Regions from separate parts of the Sus scrofa genome. Here region 2 is linked to region 1. A link is a contact called in public Hi-C data. All regions are on one chromosome and are shown on one strand. Each heading gives the region's core, a stretch centred on a gene start, on an enhancer-like site or on the middle of the called end of the contact. The rest is flanking DNA. Distances are from core to core; before and after follow the strand shown.

Region 1 (3,981 bases), core at 890-3,389:
CAAAAGCTATAAAGATTTTAAGGCCGTTGATACACATTACTTTGGGAGGTGCTAAAGTCATGAGGGTGGAGCCCTCATGAATGGGATTAATGCCTTATAAAAGAGGCTCCAGAAAGATCTCTAGCCCCTTCCACCATAAAAGGACACATTGAGAAGGGGCTGGCAGTGAACCAGGAAGAGGGTCCTTCCCAGAAAACTTGATCCTGCTGGTGCCTTGACTATGGACTTCAGCCTCCAGGCTATGAGAAATACACTTCTCTTATTTATAAGCCACCCAGTCTGTGGAATTTTGTTACAGCAGCCTGAATGGACTAAGACATACCAGAAGTATGTAGAGATGCTTGTTTCCATTCACTCTCCTCAAAACTGTGCAGTATTTTGTCTTTCATCTTTTTTTTTTTTTTTTTTTTTTGTCTTTTTGCCATTTCTAGGGCTGCTCCCGTGGCATATGGAGGTTCCCAGGCTAGGGGTCTAATCGGAGCTGTGGCCACCGGCCTACGCCAGAGCCACAGCAACGCAGGATCCGAGCCGTGTCTGCGACCTACACCACAGCTCACAGCAACGCCGGATCCTTAACCCACTGAGCAAGGGCAGGGATGGAACCCGCAACCTCATGGTTCCTAGTCGGATTCGTTAACCACTGCGTCACGACAGGAACTCCCTGTCTTTCATCTTTTTAATTCGCTAGCCAAAAAATAATATGCTATTGTTCTTGTGATTTTGATTCTATAACACATTCATTGAATAGTCCGACTTCCACTGGAATTTAATCAGGAACACCCCCCCCTCCACCTCCGCCCAAGCACTGACTTAAAACATGCTCTGTGACGTCTTGGGTGGATTGCATGACTTTCTGGTCTCTTCCCGCTATAAGGACATTTAGGTTCATCTTCTTTTTTTTATGGCTGCACCCATGGCACATGGAAGTTCCTGGGCGAGCAGTGGAAGCAGAGCTGCAGCTGGGGCTTGCAACCACAGCCTCATCAACACTGGATCCAAGCCACATCTGCAACCTACACTGCAGCTTGCAGCACCACCAGATCCTTAACCCACTGAGTGAGGCCAGAGATCAAACCTGAATCCTCAAAGGGACAATGTCGTGTCCTTAACCCACTGAGCCACAATGGAGACTCCCAACATTTAGGTTCTTATGACTCACCTGTTGGTACGAAGATCTAGTCCAGTCTGAAATCAAAACTTAACTTCTCATCCAGTTCAAAGTCTTCCAATATCGACGGTGTTGTTATAATGCTCTCCTGATGGTTGCTGTTTTGCTGGTTCATTGCTGATGTGTTTGGTTCTTCAGAGGCCCTGCAGGGAATTTTAAAAGAGTTCTTGAGTGTGGTTAGCTTCATGGGGATTTCAGTCTTTGGAATCCATGACTCAGTGGCCTCCCCTGTTACACGTTACAATCATGGCATCGCAGGGCTGCTGTTGCTGTCACCCATAGAAAAACATGATGACATCTGTTTAAGTTCCCCAGAAATGACAGCAAAGTGGAATGAAAAGTCCAATGTTTAAAAGATGTATATCTGATCATTAGAATATGGAAAAATCAATTCCTTTGGAAGTTAGAACCATATGTTTTTTTCTTTTTTAAAAAGGTTTCTTTCTGAAGCCTCAATTCTGCCTTGGATGTCTTCAGGAAAAAGGAGTGTATAAGTGTAGTTTTTTATTGCAGGCATTGTAGATGAAACGGGTCCTGGGGAGAGGCCATCAAAGTAGAGATTTATTCTTTGGCGTTGAAGCATAGAGGAGATAAACCATGAAAGGATATTTTTAAAACTTTCATTTAAAACATGCCCGGTGAATCACAAATTCTTCCCAGCCAGCGTTTCAGTTTGTCTTCTGAAATCTGAAAACTCGAAATATTCACTCTAGGGGTTGGGAGGAGAGGGGATTGCTCAGGTTTCAGTTACAGGTTACAGTTTTTTATTGTTTTCTTCTCCTAATGGCTTCTTATACCCTTCCATGTGTTTCCAGCTGCCCATATGACCCCCACCGCAGAGGAAAGCAATTTGGCGTGCTCATGGCCAGAAGATATTGGGTTGTCACCCACTTGAAGGGCCTTAGCATGAGGGTGATGCTTAGCTCAGGGGAACTGGGCCCCAGAGTTGGCTTTGCCATCTGGAGGTATTTTGTGATCCAAGGTCTTTTTGGCATCAGCTCCGCCTGGTAGAGAACAGGTTTTCGTAACATCCGTTCCACGTTGCTTCCACTTCTAAAACAAGTCTTCCTAAAACACAGGCTTCTCCCTGACTCAGGATCTGGCAGGACTCTCCGTCCTTTTAAAAGATATGGCATAGGTTCCTCAGTCCAGCTTTTAAGGCCTCCAGAGTCTGGTTCTAACTTGACTTGATATTCCTCTGCTTCCTAACATGCTGATGGTCATCTGCTGATTATCTTCATACAGGTCCCGCCAGTACTGGGGTCTGTACCTTTGCTTGTGTGTTCCCCAGTCTCCCACCCCTGCCCACCTGCCCCGGCCCTGCTGGCTCAGCCCAGCTACTGCGGCCCCCATGGCACTCTCACACATCTGGCCCTGCTGCCCTTCCTGTTAGAGCGGTGAACCCTGGATCACATGCCTCCTGGTGCATCTGCTGGTTTCATGTTTTGGATTGATTTCCTCCACTTGATTAGGAATTCTTGGTTTGCAGTGACCATATCCTCTTCTTGTCTCGCAGCCTTCCCAGCCAAGCGTGCAGACTGTACTCAGTTAGGCTCGCTGATTGGTTGGGATGTGGTGACCTGGTCAGCAGGCCATGTCACTGTTTCACTGCGCTCCAGTGAGCAGGGGACAGCTTAAGAGATGGACCCAGTGTTTTCCCAGCTAGATCATGGGTCTCTGGTGGGGAGCTCAGGGGCTAGTTCCTTAAGAGTCTGGGGTATAGGATGTGCGCTGAATTCACATCCTAGCTGACTAGCTCTGTGAACTTGGCCATGTCATCTCATTTCTTCCCTGATATAACTCAGATGTGTTTGTTTATAAACAGGTATGATGTGCTAAGCCCTATTTGAGGAGCTGGGGATATGGCAGTGAATAGAATAGAGATCTGCATAATAAGGCAGGGCCAACTATGTGAAAATCTTGGGGATGAACTTTGCAAAAAAGAAGGGCTAGCAGGTGCAGCCACAGAAGTTTATGAAATCGAAAGGAGGCCCATGTGGTTGAAGCATGGAGGTCGAGGGGAGGCTGGTGCTGGGGCTGGGAGCCAGGCCAAGACTGGATGCTGCAGAGTCCCACAGGACCATCAGAAGACTGAGTTTTTCCCTAAAACATATGGGAAACCACTAGAGGATTTTGGCAGTGAAAAACGTGGTCTGTTTTTATTCACAGTGCCTGCCTCTTTGGCCATTAACTGCAATTAAGTAAGATAATATATGCAAGGAACCTGGTATACAGTAGGTGCTTGATAAGTGGTAATTAAGCTTTTCATGTTTTGGAGAAAAACTGGTTGTTTCCTATAGTTTGACTTGTCGCCTGAATAATGGTACCCCAAAATGTCTATGTCCTAATCCTTGGAATCTGTGACTATGTTACTTTACAGGGCAAAGGGGAATTAAGGTTGCAAATGGAATTAAGATCGTTAATTAGCTGACCTGAAAATAGGGAGACTATCTTGGATTATCCAAGTGGATCTAGAGTCATCACAAGCATCCTTCAGCATCAAGGAGGGAGGCAAGAGGGAGATTCAGAGGGAGAGGGGACCATAGCGGAAGGTCACAGAGATGCAGTATTATTAGCTTTGAAGATGGGGTAGGGGTCGCCATCCGAGGAATGCAGGTGGCCACAGAGCTGGAAAAGGCAAGGAAATGGTTTCTCCCCTAGAACTTCTGAAGGGAATGCAGCCTGGCTCACATCTTGATTTTAGCCCAGTGGAAACCCATTTGGACTTCTGACCACCGGAATTGTGAGATGCTGTATTTGTGTTGTTTTAAGCCACTCAGTACGCGGTAAGGATTTTGGACTAATCTTCCTAA
Region 2 (3,981 bases), core at 933-3,432, 41 kb before region 1:
TGGGGATCAGATTTTGGAGATGTTCCTAGGTACACAATATCCTGAACAAGAATGATAATGATGTAATCAAATACAATTCAATTTTGGCATCTCAACATCTTACTTTTTTTTTTTTTTTTTTTTTTTGCTTTTTAGGGCCGCACCTGTGGCACACGGAGGTTCACAGGCTGGGGGTCCAACCGGAGCTACCCAACTCGAGATCAGAGCTGCATCTGCGACCTATACCACAGCTCATGGCAACGCCAGATCCTTAACCCACTGAGCGAGGCCAGGGATGGAACCCACAACCTCTTGGTTCATAGTCGGATTTTTTCACAACAGGAACTCCTCAACATCCCTTTAAAGTTTATCAGGGTGGTGGTGGTGGGAGGGGATGTTAATTGCAACCTGCTGTGAAAATTCTAGTCATCATGAGTTCTTTGCTTTCTATTAAGAATATAACTAGCTAAATTATATATATACTTTAAAAGGTAAAATTATGACTCTTAAGCAAAGATAAGATGAACACATATCTGCTGAGAGCCTACTGACCATCTCGTTAAGTGTATATTCACAGGAATTGTTGCTTGTTAGTTGGCTGACTGGCTCAAGTAAAGGCAGATGGATGGATTATTACAAGGCTTTAGGAACTAGGAATGGGAACTAGAAATGTGTCCCAGAAAGGAAGCAGAGCTGGTCCCTGGGAGAACTGCAAGTGGGGCACTGGGAAGAGGTTCGAGGTTCAAGTTTCAGGCAGCTGCCCCCATGATTTTTCATTACTCAGACCACAATGCCTTTTTTTTTTTTTTTTTTTTGCTTTTCAGGATCAGACCTGCAGCATATGGAGGTTCCCAGGCTAGGGGTCCAATCAGAGCTGTAGCTGCCAGCCTACGCCACAGCCACAGCAGTGTGGGGTCTGAGCCACGTCTTCAATCTACACCACAGTTCATGGCAACGCCGGATCCTTAAACCACTGAGTGAGGCCAGAGATAGAACCCTCAACCTCATGGTTCCTAGTCATATTCGTTGCCCCTGCAGCAACAGAGGATGGGAAGTCCCAGACCACAATGCTTTTTGAGCACTCCTGTCTGCTCCATTGTTTTGTTTCTCTATTACTAGTGGGCCTGTGGCTAAAAATGGACCCCCCCACCCTCCACCCCACTTTGAGTCTGCATAATCATCACTAAGTGCTGGACTTCTGACAACCATCTCCAGCTTAGTTCAGAATCTTGATGGAGACTATCTGATTGGCTGCTCTCCAATCAAGCATTAGGGCCCTTTGGGTCAGGTGATCACTCAAGGTCAATCAGCTGTAGCTACTTGGAGGAAACAGTTGCCAAGGGGTTGTAAGAGACAGAGAGAGACTGCAAGCCATGAGGGGTAAGGAGGAGAGGGAGAGTCCGAGGGGGAATCCAAGGGAGCAAAAAGAGCCCAAGTGAGAACAGCAAGCAGCCAGGCACAATAAAACGCGCCTTTAGTCATTTCCAGCCTCAGTCCTTGCAATGATAGCATTTCTGCCACTCCTCTTATCTCACTGAGTGTGGATGTCCATCTGTTGCTTTTATTTAGGCAAGGTAAGTTGAGGTGGGGTTGGGCAGGTCTTATAGGAACCCATGACCCTTCCTTCCCATTCACATTTCCGCCTGCATTTGGGATCCTCCTTTATACAAGCCCTTGAGCTGCTAGAAACAAGGCTCTCTCTTAAGAAGAGGTCTTGGTCCGAGCGCCTGAACTTCAAACTGCTCATTTTTTGTTGTGGGGTGAAGGAGATTGCCAGCCATGGATCAGTGCAGGAGCAGTTGGATGTGCCCAGTTGGTAGGGCTCGAACACATTTTAGTTCACGCTAATTATTTCTTCCCGAGCTGGTTGACTCTCTTTCGTGGGCACAAGACACGGGCCTCATAACTGCACGGTTAAAAATGCAAAGGAAGAGCGAGCTCCTCACCAAGCAGGCGGACCAAGCCATCAGGAGACAGAGTAGCATGTGGGTTCGGTTCAGCAATCACGGAACCCGGGATTAGAGCGAGGAACTGTGCTGGATGCGGAGCCAGGGGAAGTGCAGCCTCCAGGCTCCGGGGCTCTCAGGTTGGAGGGTCGCACACACAGAAACAGATAAGGCCTCACGTCCAGCATGAGGGAGATCTGGGGCATCTTTCCAGCCCCGGCACCGGCGGGGCGCCGGTCCGGAGCGCGCAGCTCCTTGCAGGGCGGAGGGCGGCGCGAGGGAGGGAGAGAGGGAAGGGAAAGGCGAGCGTGAGCTGCCTCAAATGCTTGGAATAATTCCGCTTCCGTTTGGAAAGCCGCAGCCTCAGTCCCGCCGCGTCCGCCCAAGCGCCAGCTCCGCGTCCCGACCGGCCCGCGGCTGTCCGCTCCGCCGCCATGGCCACCTCCCCGCAGAAGTCGCCGTCTGTCCCCAAGTCCCCCACTCCCAAATCGCCCCCATCCCGGAAGAAAGACGACTCCTTCTTGGGGAAACTCGGAGGGACTCTAGCCCGGAGAAAGAAAGCAAAGGAGGGTAAGTGCGGCCCGGGCCAGCGAGCCGCAGGGGCTGGGGGGCCGACGGGCCGGGGCTCCCGGGGCTGGGCGGGAGCGCGCCGCGGGTGCCCGGCTCTGGGGGTGGGGGGAGCGGCGGCGCGGGCGCGCGCGCTGCGCGGGAACATCCCGGGGGGACGGGCCTAGTGCCCGCCCTGTTCCGAGCTCCAGGGGCGCTGCCCTCTGGGGAGCCGAGGCGATCGGATAGGGCCGCCCGGGCCTGGGATCAGGCGACGCCTGCGCTGGGCCGGGGGCCGAGGAGGTGGCAGGGCCCGCCAGCCCGGAGGCGGCGTCTTCTCTTAGGCCTCAAGTCCCCGCCTTCTCCGCGCTGAAGGCTGGCACTTCCAAGTTTCTGCTGCAACTTTTCTGGGCGCCGTCACTCTCACTCTTTGCCTTCATTGGTCTTTGAAATCAGATCATTTGCTAGACCTGCTGAAGTGTGCGGATGCAACGTTGGTCTCTGGATCTTTTGTCCATCCCCAGGGCTCTGTTGGGTAGATCTCGACACCAAATGTTTGTTGAATGAATGAGTGGAAATCTGGCTGTCCTAGTGGTCCCGCCGCGTGATAAATGATAAAGTTGCACTCAAGACGAAAACCTCGATTAAACACACAACAGAAGCATCCTGGGCTGTGACCTTTTTGTGAACTCAGGAATTAAGGGCCCTTGCAAAAACCATTTCCTTTTTCCCACCAGGGTGAATTGAGGCGATCTCATTTTTTTCCAGGACCATGTCCCATGGGCAGATTTTGCATCCTGTTTGTTTGATTTTTTTTTTTAGTTGATTTACAATATTGTATTAGTTTCAGGTTAGCATAGTGACTTGCTGTTTTTTCAGATTATATTCCCTTGTAGGTTATTACAAGATACTGGATATAATTCCCTGTGCTATACAGTATATCCTTGTTGCTTACCTACTCTCTATATAAATCCCATATTCTGTTAAACCCATACCCTCAATTTGCCCCTCCCTCCTTCCCTCTTCTCTTTGGTAACCACAAGTGTGTTATCTTCATCTTTTTTTTTTTTTCAGTGATTTTTATTTTTTTCCATTATAGTTGGTTTACAGTGTTCCGTCAATTTCTACATACAGCAAAGTGACCCAGTCACACACACACACACACATACATAGAGAGATTCTTTTTCTCACATTACCCTACATCATGCTCCATAAGTGACTAGATATAGTTCCCAGTGTTACACAGCAGGATCTCATTGCTTATCCACTCCAAATGCAATAGTTTGCATGTATTAACTCCAGACTCCTAGTCACAAGTTTGTGTTCTATATCTGTGAGCCTGTTTCTGTTTTGCATATTCCATTCATTTGTGTTATTTTCTAGATTCCGCATGTAATTGAAATCATACTATATTTGCCTTTGGCTTACTTCACTAAGCATAATATTCTCTAGGTCCATTCACATTGCTGCAAATGGCAATATTTCATTCTTTTTTGTGGCTCAGTAGTGT

What was found. A called contact is a pair of places that touch in the nucleus more often than the background predicts.
Region 2: a contact with region 1 is called in a Hi-C map of liver, with 2.6 times the contacts expected there. The contact joins the promoter of PARVA here to the enhancer-like site in region 1. A contact is called at or near these places in 4 of 47 Hi-C or Micro-C datasets (embryonic fibroblasts, heart right ventricle, liver and 1 more).

What each region holds. Positions count from the first base shown.
Region 1 is chr2:46,985,064-46,989,044 of Sscrofa11.1, reverse strand. All of the region lies in intron 2 of PARVA (alpha-parvin), which reads left to right. Among named protein-coding and RNA genes, the nearest start is that of PARVA, 41 kb to the left of the region's middle. Within about 2 kb of position 2,139, at least 16 of the 83 cell types and tissues checked have an H3K27ac peak or open chromatin away from gene starts, as enhancers often do. A contact at or near this core is called in embryonic fibroblasts, liver and skeletal muscle, where this site is marked.
Region 2 is chr2:47,026,303-47,030,283 of Sscrofa11.1, reverse strand. It overlaps PARVA (alpha-parvin), which reads left to right and starts at 2,182. Exons shown (of 14, transcript XM_021083311.1): 1 at 2,182-2,355; 2 at 2,357-2,495. The coding sequence starts at 2,248.